3 separate regions of the Mus musculus genome follow, and all the other regions are linked to region 1. A link is a contact called in public promoter capture Hi-C data. All regions are on one chromosome and are shown on one strand. Each heading gives the region's core, a stretch centred on a gene start, on an enhancer-like site or on the middle of the called end of the contact. The rest is flanking DNA. Distances are from core to core; before and after follow the strand shown. Region 1 holds the start of Rest (RE1-silencing transcription factor). Region 2 holds the start of Slain2 (SLAIN motif family, member 2). Region 3 holds the start of Dancr (differentiation antagonizing non-protein coding RNA).

The links. Promoter capture Hi-C pulls out the DNA fragments that hold promoters and counts their contacts.
Region 2: a promoter capture Hi-C map of pre-B cells shows a contact between it and region 1, with 4 times the contacts expected there. The contact joins the promoter of Slain2 here to the promoter of Rest in region 1.
Region 3: a promoter capture Hi-C map of pre-B cells shows a contact between it and region 1, with 2.4 times the contacts expected there. The contact joins the promoter of Dancr here to the promoter of Rest in region 1. A contact is called at or near these places in 1 of 39 promoter capture datasets (pre-B cells) and 1 of 484 Hi-C or Micro-C datasets (B cells).

What each region holds. Positions count from the first base shown.
Region 1 is chr5:77,263,934-77,266,849 of GRCm38.p6, reverse strand. Rest (RE1-silencing transcription factor) reads right to left here and starts at 1,356. Exons shown (of 4, transcript NM_011263.2): 1 at 1,062-1,356.
Region 2 is chr5:72,912,932-72,915,847 of GRCm38.p6, reverse strand. Slain2 (SLAIN motif family, member 2) reads right to left here and starts at 1,486. Exons shown (of 8, transcript NM_001113423.2): 1 at 835-1,486. The coding sequence starts at 1,223.
Region 3 is chr5:74,091,562-74,094,477 of GRCm38.p6, reverse strand. It overlaps Dancr (differentiation antagonizing non-protein coding RNA), which reads right to left and starts at 1,418. Exons shown (of 1, transcript NR_145133.1): 1 at 141-1,418. Snora26 (small nucleolar RNA, H/ACA box 26) reads right to left here and starts at 948; the gene lies at 828-948.

The DNA of each region.
Region 1 (2,916 bases), core at 107-2,606:
TCTCCCCTAGTTCAACAGCCCCACGGATTCCACAACGGACCTCAACATCCACTCTAAAGCTTCCCCCACGCACCTCGGCAGCCACACTCCCAAGGAAATCTCCACGTCTCTCGGGCAGACTGTGCTAAGCACAGCCCGAGAGCAACGTGTTGCACCGAATTCCTATGTGCCGCTGCCACCAGCGCCGGCCTCGGCGGCGGCATTCCTAACTGAAATAGGCATTCGGCCATTTTCTCAAAATACCAAACACAAAGCAGCTCTTTGCAAACTTGGGCCCTCTTGCTTCCTCTCCGCCACCAACCCGCGGGCGGTGCCTGGGCTCGGACCTCACGCGCTGCCCACCACCCTAGAGGCGCCTCCCCGGCCGGCCGCGGCCCCGCAGCCCCCTCCCCCGCCGCCCGCCACTAGCCCGGCCGGGACTGGGCGGAAAAGTTACCTCGCTACCCGCGTCCGATCGGGCCTGTACCGGGGCTCCGCGGCGCCCTCCCGAGGCTGTCGGCCCCCGGTCGCTGCGAGGGGCCCCACGCGGGCCGCCACCGCCGCCCCCGTGGCCCGGAAGTTTGCGAACTTCGCTCCCCCGCTGCGCAGAGCCAGCGCGGGCCGCAGAAATCGCTGTCCAGCCTGCCGCCGGCGCCGCCCGTGCCCCGGGCTGAGTCAAGCGGGGCGGCCGCCTTCCGGCCCTGCTACGACTGGGGGGGAGGGGGCGGCGAGCCTGGGACGCCGGCGGGGCCGGGGGCGTTGGGCCCGAGGCGGAGGGAGGGCGGAGGGGGGAAGTTTCAGGACCGCGGTCACCAGCAGCGGCGCTCCGGCCTCCGTGGCCCCGGATCTCAGCGCCGTGCGGAAGGGCCTCCCCGTGCTCCGCTGGGGGCCGATGCCCACGCCGCTCCGCACCAGCCCCCGGCCCAGCCCGTGACTCGCTCCGTAACTCGATCCCGCCCCCGCCCGGCCGCCGCGCCGCCCGAGCCACAGTATCTGCAAATCAGCCCTGGACAGCGCCTCGCGCCGCTCCGCGCCTGCCCGCCGCCCTCCCCCGTCGCTCTCCTCGCTCCGCCGCGTCCTACCCTCTGAACTGTGCGCCCACGGTCCGCCACCCCCGCGTCGCCGCCGCTCCAACTCCTTTTCTTTGTTGCTGGACTTTCGGGGGAGGGGAGGGGAGGGAGAGCGGGGAAAAGTTGGGCGTCGAGGCCCTCGAGATCCCGGGGTGCGATCGCGGAGCGGGATCAGACCGCCGGCCCTGGTTCTGCCGTCGCTGCGGTCCCGGCCGCCCGGGTCTGGGGCCCGCGGCCTCGGCGGCGCTCCTCGGTCTTCTGCTGCTGCGCCGCGAGCTCGCGGGAGCCGCACATTCCAGCACAGGACGCTGCGCCGCGCACCCGGCCCGCGCCGTCGCCGCCCGCCCGCCCGCCGGACACGCCCCCTCGCCGTCCGCGCGCGCCCGCCGACACGCCCCCTTCCCCGCCCGCGCGCGTGGCCGCCGAGCGCGCCCCGCCCCTCGGTCCCGAGGCTCGAAGTGGACTCCTGGCCTGCCTGGGGGCGCGCCTCGGGGGAAACTTACCTAATCCGCCCGGCCCCCGACTCCCGCCTTAGGCTCATTAAAGGGGCGGAACCTACTCCCTGAGCTTCTTTCTTTTATAAACAAATAGCAGAAGTTAGCCCCAGCCTTACCCGGGCGTGCACGAGAATTGGGGTTGTTGGAGGAAAAAACGTGCAGGCATTGACCGCCCTCTTGAGAAGTATTGTCACTGGCCTCTTAAGTAAGGCTGAAGCCTCGAAAAATACTGTTCAGGCCTGGCGTGTGGGCTCTCGCCGTTAATCCCAACACTCAGAATGCTGTTGAGACTGGAGGATCAAGAGTTAAAGGCCGGAGTTCAAGATCAACCTGGGCTACTTAGGGACACTAGTGCAAGAAATTAAAAAACAATACAAAACCCGAAAATCGGCCCTGGCTGCACAAGTCTGTAATCCTACTTGAAAGGCGTGAGCACCAGGAGATCCAGGTCATTGACTTGACAAATTGGGGGGCCCGGGGGTGGGGGATTGCTCTTGTCTGCAATCAGACTCAGAATTCAGTAGACAGAGGCAGGAGGATTGCTGAGAGCTTAAAGCTTTAGTGTGCTATGTAAGAATTTTCAGGCCAGCCATAGCTACAAAGTGAGACCTTTCTCAATCAAAGAAACAAAATCTAAGTGCCTGCCTACACAGATCTTTATGCTTAACTGTAATTTTAAGCTTCATGAGGTCAAAATGCTTTCACATTGCAAACTCTTAACCAGGAGAAAATCAGTCCTTGTGGGGGTTGAGACAAAGCCAAGTCCAGTTCAGTACCTGACGTCTTATAATGGGGACAGGGAGTCTCAGGTCCTGTCCCTTCTCACCTGAAATGCTTTTTTAGCCTGCTTTTAATGTCTTCCTGGAAGTGGGCCTTGTAGCCTTTAATTTGTAGTTAGTGAACTACCAGCTAGAGTTTAAAGCTCTCGGCCGCCTTCAGGGCCCGGCATTTCCGGATCTAAATGTGTGAACCTCTCGTTGGCATTACTACAGAGGTAGCAGCAGGTGGGTGCTAAGAGGCTGGAAGCAGAGCTTCAGGTTTCTCTGACATTTTCCTTTACCTCTTTTCTGGCACGCTGTAGAACCCATCTTTCAAAAAAAAAAAACAAAACAAAACAAAACCCTACAATATATTACTAGTTGGTACAAAATTGAAGGCAAGGCGGAATGAAGGCCCTAAGGTACTTGACCACCAAAGATTTCAATGGCTGTTTTTTCTGGGACAGTCTCCCTACATAGTCTAGGCAGGCATCCAAATTGTGGTCTTTCCACCTCTGGAGTGTTGGTCTTACAGGTATAGGCCGCTGCGCACCAGAGTCTTTTCAGTGCAAGCTCCGTGCATTGAATCAGATTTGAAAAGAACTCTTAGAG
Region 2 (2,916 bases), core at 237-2,736, 4.4 Mb after region 1:
ACTCGAGGGAAAGCTTCTCATGGCCTACCGAAAAGTGTGACTTTAAGGTGTGGGGTCACCTCAGCTCGTCAAGAGGTGCCTCGTGATAACTCCGGCTTTGGTCTAGATTTTTAACTAGGACCCTTTCTCTGCCTCCAGGATGGCAGGCACGGAAATGATAGTCAGCTTGGATAACTAACTATTGCTTCACGGCTCCGAAATTATGTCGTATGCAATTCTTGTTTTCCAATATAAAATTCAGGGTTCCCCGATCCACCACCGACTTCACACAAAGCAGCCCCATCCCTCTCCACTGCCCTCCTCACACAAAGCAAAGCTTTACTCCCCCCACTACCCAAAGGGGAGTGACGTCCACCCGGCCTCCCCACAAACATCCCCATCTCACTCCGGTCCAAAGCACTGCCTGCTAGTAGCTACTCTCTATGTCCCCGCACCTGGTTGTTACCTCTTGAAGCAGACCCCTCCCTACAATCCAAACCGCTCAGACCACCATCCGAAAGCCCGTCTTTCACACAAAGCAGGATCCCTTCCTACGAAGCAGCTTGGTACCCTCTGAGTGCTCTGAGCGTGCGGGCCCACGGGGGACTGTGCCAAGCCACAGATCCCATCTGGGTCCAGTTGGGTCCTGCACCCAGAGGTTCCACGACCCAGAGAACTAGCTACAAACCCGTTTCCAAGGCACGCCTCGAAACCCCCCAACTCCAGCGGACCTGCCCGCCCGCAGCAGAAACAGGCAAAAGCCAGCGTCCCCACCACAAGCCGAGCCCACCCTGCTTTCCCCCAGGGACACCCCTCCGCCCCGCAGGCCCACCGGGCCCAGCGCCCCGCGCTCACCAGCTCTCCTCTTCCTCCTCCCAGCCTGACAAGCGCTCCAGCTCGTCGGGCCGCAGCGGCTCTACCTCGTCCAGCAAGCCTCCCTCGCCGGCCGCCAGCAAGGAGGTGGCGTCCCGCAGGTCCTCGCTGCTGGTCCGTCGCGGGCCGGAGCCCGCCCCGCCGCTGGCCTTGGCGCCCAGGCCCAGCGGGAAGCCCCGAGGGGACGCCGCGCCCGACGAAGGGGTGGACACGCCGACCCGAGCTGGGCTGCCGGGCCCGAGGAGGCCTGCACCCTGCACGGCTCCCGAGCGGCTCCTCAGCTGCTCGTTCTGCTTCTCCAGCTTCTTCACCAGCTCCTGCAGCTTCCGCACCTCCTGGTCCGCGTTCACATTGGAGTTAACGTCCTCCATGCCGGCCGCGCCGCCCGCTCCGACTCCCCAAGCCGCAGGGGAAGCGCGGGGTCGGGGGGAAAGAGAGGCGTTACCGCCACCGCTCACGCTAGCCGAGGCGCCGGCATAGAGCAGGGCCAGGCCCCACCGCCAGGGTCTCCCCGGCTCGGGTTGCGAAGCGCCGCTGGCCCCAGCCGAACCGCCTCATCTGCGCCGGCTCCGCGACTGGGGGAGGCGGCGCCAATATCCGGCCTCGGCAGCCATCTTCCCTCCGTCCCTCCGCCCCCTGCCGGCCAGCCCGGTCGGTGACCTCAGAGCGTCGGGGGAGGACGTGGCCGCCCGCGGGCTGAAAGAACTAAGCGCCCGGCTCGCGGTGGGGCGGGGCTGGAGGCGGGGCCTGAAACGGGACAGGGCCCGGAGGGGCGTGGTCATTGTTTGGGGCGGGGCCCCGGCCGGAAGGGGTGTGGTGGGCGCCGGCAAAGGTGGGCAGGGCCCGGCCGGGCTGGGCTAAGCTATCGCTGGAGTTTTGCCCTGGCCGCCTACCCTCCCCAAAGCTCATCGCGGGCGGGTGTGAGACCCAGAACCGGACTCTGGCTCCGGCTCCGACTCGGGCTCGGGCTCGGGTTCAGCCCCGCCCTAGGCGTCTGTGCGGAGACTCGCGGTCGGACGGCCCCGCCTGGTCGCATGGACCGTTCCCTTGGTTTGTTTGGCAATACTGAGTTGGTTCCTGCTTGAAACCGGAGACTGTCGGAGCTGGCAGCAGCCCCAGAGACCATCTGTGGCTCGTCCGTTCCATCCCCTGAAAATGAGAACCCGAATCCCGAATGGTTCAGAGCTCGGAAGTCAAAATGATAACCGTAATTTGTTGAGTGGTTCCTATAAGCCAGACACTGCGCTAAGCACTTTTAAAGGCATTATTTCATCCGTTTAAAACACGTGGGCAGGGGTTGTTTTGTTTCGTTGGCTTAAGGTTTACAGGTCCAGAGACAAGAGGATGATGGAAAACACTTCTGTACTAATCTTTCAACGGTAGTAATTAATGTGCATTGTATTCCTTGGGTTCTCCCTTCGCCCCCAAAAGACTTTTTAATAGTATGTCTTGACTTTTTGGGTTTTTTGAGGCAAGGTTTCTCTGTGTATTCCTGGCTGTCCTGAGACACGCTCTGTAGACCAGGCTGACCTCGAAAAACTCATCCTCTGCCTTTTTTTCAAAAGCTGGGATTAAAGGCATATGCTCCTTGAATTTTTTTTTTTAACTTGTACATGAAAAGTATTCAAGCAACCCGTTGACAGGCAATAGAGAATGTTGAGGGGTGGTAAATGTAAAATTCTGCCCTCGGTGGCATCTGTTTATAATGCGTACTGGTGGAAGCGACTGCAAACAAAACTTAAACGCTTTTTTTCTGTCATGTTGGCTCACTCTTCCACAGTTGTCAGTTGTGAGCTGCTTGGTTTACTTATACGGTAAGCAGCCAACCGTGCCTGGTCTCTCAAATTTTTGGCTGATGTTTGCAGTTGACTCCAATTGCCTCCTCCACCCTCGAACCAGTCTTATTACACCCGAACCAGTCTTATTACACCCGGGTGTGGACTCACATAAGACTTAACCCTCCTGCCTTTCCATGCTGTATTTTCCCTGCTTCGACTACCCTACCTACCATGTTTGATGCCTCTTTGGAAAAACCCCTGAAGGAGTTACTGTCTTTGTGCTGAC
Region 3 (2,916 bases), core at 169-2,668, 3.2 Mb after region 1:
ACAGCTAGCAGTGGCTGGCACCAGGCCTGACAGCCTGAGTTTGATCCTAGGGACGCACGCACATGGTGTTAGGACAAATTGCTCCAAGTGGTTCTGACCCCCCCCCCCCTCCCCAGTAATAAGAACAAGTGAACAAGCCATAGAATTGACACAGGAAGCCTTTATTAAAGATTATGGAAAATTACTCATAGGCAACAATATACAGGTTAACACACCTCAATTGCTAGCACGTGACTGGTTACTAGCAAAGAACTTGTCCTAACGAAGTCCAGATACATTCTAATGATCTAGCATGAAATCTTTGCATCTTTAAAACGGCGAGCATGTCATAGCCATGCAGATCTGATTCTAGGGCAGTGGGACATGAAGAAGGGGTGGGGCAGGATCCTAGTACATTGATTAAAATCTTTAGCAAACTACCTTCAGGGTAATCAGTTACAAGGCCATTCAAGGAAACTCACATGGCCCTCACTTCACCTATTTCAGCTTCGATACTAATCCTAAAGTGGAATACAGGCAAACCTGGTCACTACATGCAAGAGTACTTCACCTTGGAGCCATTCAGTCACGGGTTTCTTGTAGTTTTCAACCTATGAAAGAATAAAAATGTTTCACATAAGTGGAACATACTCAACTATATCCTTTCCAGCTGACCTAAAATCTCACTTCTAGAAAAGCAAATGTATTCTTGTCTTCTGAACTTTCTCCTCCAACCAAATTAAACCAGGTAGGCTACGTTTTCTTTTCTTTAAAATCCTATATCACTACCTAGCAATCGCCAGAACCTAAAATGCGCACATTCAAGTTTTAAATGAAGCTTTTGGTTCATTTGTGACTCCAGACAGGATCCAAAGAGGAGGTGTAGTTTTCCTCTCTGGGTTTTATGGAGAGTTCCTTTACCCTTCTGTGTTAGCCTCTTAAAGTACTGCGACAACCTTAAAAGGGCACAGGAAAGGGCGACTGGGGAGGCCCGGCGCAGCTCAACAAAGACAGGCCTGGAACCTCCGTCTTCTCGGCCACGTGGCCAGGGCCTGCCTCCGATCAATGCCGGGACGTACCTGCGCTTGTGTCCGAGGCAGCAGCACGGCTGGGCAGTGGGGACCGGCTCGGGTGGATCGGCCTGCAGAGGGAAAGGGCGGTGGTCAGGGTGCCCGGGTCGGACGGCACAGAGGACTTTGTGTCTCGCGCAGCCCCGGGCTGGACACTGCCGCCCGCCCCGCGGGCCGCTGAGAACTGCTCTACCCCTCCGTTCTGGCCGCCGGGAGCAGCTGAGCTCGGGGCGGGCAAAGCTCGAGGGGACACGGGGACATCCTGACACCCTCCCACGAGGACACTCACCACCAAGGCCGGGACCGAAAGACCGAGCCGCTGCGCGCTGCGTTAATACAGCCATCCGGGAGAGGGGCGGAGCTGCCCCCCCCCCCCGAGACCTGCAACCAATCAGAGGGCCGCTTGGAGGGGGCAGAACAGGAAAAGGAGAGCAGCCAATCGTCAGAAGGATTGTAGGCGTGGCTGGTATGGGAAGCCAATCGTCGGGACGTTTCGGACCCGGTAGGGTGGGGCCGTTGACTTCCAGCAGCAGGTTCTCCACCCACTGCGGTGTTGGAAGCGTTGAGGCTGTGCTCAGTGGAAACCTTCCTTTCCTGAAGCTATGCCGGTGCTAGGTGTGTTCCGACTTAGATCCCTTCTTGTTCAGCTAGTTCACTCCCAGGGCCCCTCCTTAACCCTGAGAGGAGCTGCCTTTTTCTGTGTTCCTGGAGAGTAATATCAAGGAGAAATGTTGCTGGAGATGTGAGGCAGTTAGTTCTCAACAGAGCTCTACCACAGAGCTACCTCCTCAGCCCGTACCATTAATTTTGAGTCAGAGTCTCTCTTAGGTGCCCACACTGCTTTCTAACTTACTGTGTAGCTAGTTCAGGGTATTCATCAAACTTGTTATCCTCAGTGCTACGTGCTAGGATTGCTGGCATGCATGCCACTCTCCACCTAGGCTATACCTTTGTCTTGTTTTTAGTGGTCCTGGGTTAAAAGTAGAGCCTGGCGTCTCAGATCCCAAACCCTTTTATTACTTTGAAACTAGGTCTCACTAAATTTCCCAGACAAGACTGGAACTTTCCGTCCTTCTGCCTCAGCTTCCTGAGTAGAAGGGACGACAAATTTTCACCACCAGGCCTGGATATGTGCTTAACTTATTTTAATGAGAATTTCCACGGTCTGAGATGATTTTATTGGCAAGGTTTTTAAAATAATAATAATAATAATAATAATAATAATAAAATTATTTTTTTAATTTGAAGAAATTAAATTTCCAAACTTATATTAAAACTAAAAATGTTCAAAGAGCCACGTGCCTGCGTTCTTCTCTCGGCTAAAAGCCAGCCATTCATTCCAGACCTGGCGCATCTATCGTCTTGGTCTGTTGGGGGAGGGGGGGTATTTTAAAGCAAATCTCAAGCTTGGTTTGTTTCACCTCTTAATATTTCAGTATTTATTTCAAAAGAAAAGAGGCCATCTTGCCTGAGGACAATGCCAATGTGATTGCTAGAATAAACAGCCGCTCCAAGTTCACAGCAAGACTATTCTGATACAATGTTACTTTACAATGAGTTCGTTTGAATAAGGACTCTAAGTCTATTCATCATGCTCGCCTGTGTTTCTTTACAGCCACTTTTAGTCTAGATAAAAAAAATGATGACCTGCTTTGTCAACTTGCTTTGACTTTTTAGATAACTTTTTGAGATTGAACCCAAGTGTTATAGGTCACCCTTTTAAGTGTACAAATCGGTGTTTTTAAATATTCCTCAAGGTTTTATAATCATCTCCATTGTCTACTCCCAGATCATTTTGCAGTCAGCGTCTTATTGGAAAAAGAAGCCCCATGGGGCTGGAGAGATGGCTCAGCAGTTAAGAGCACTT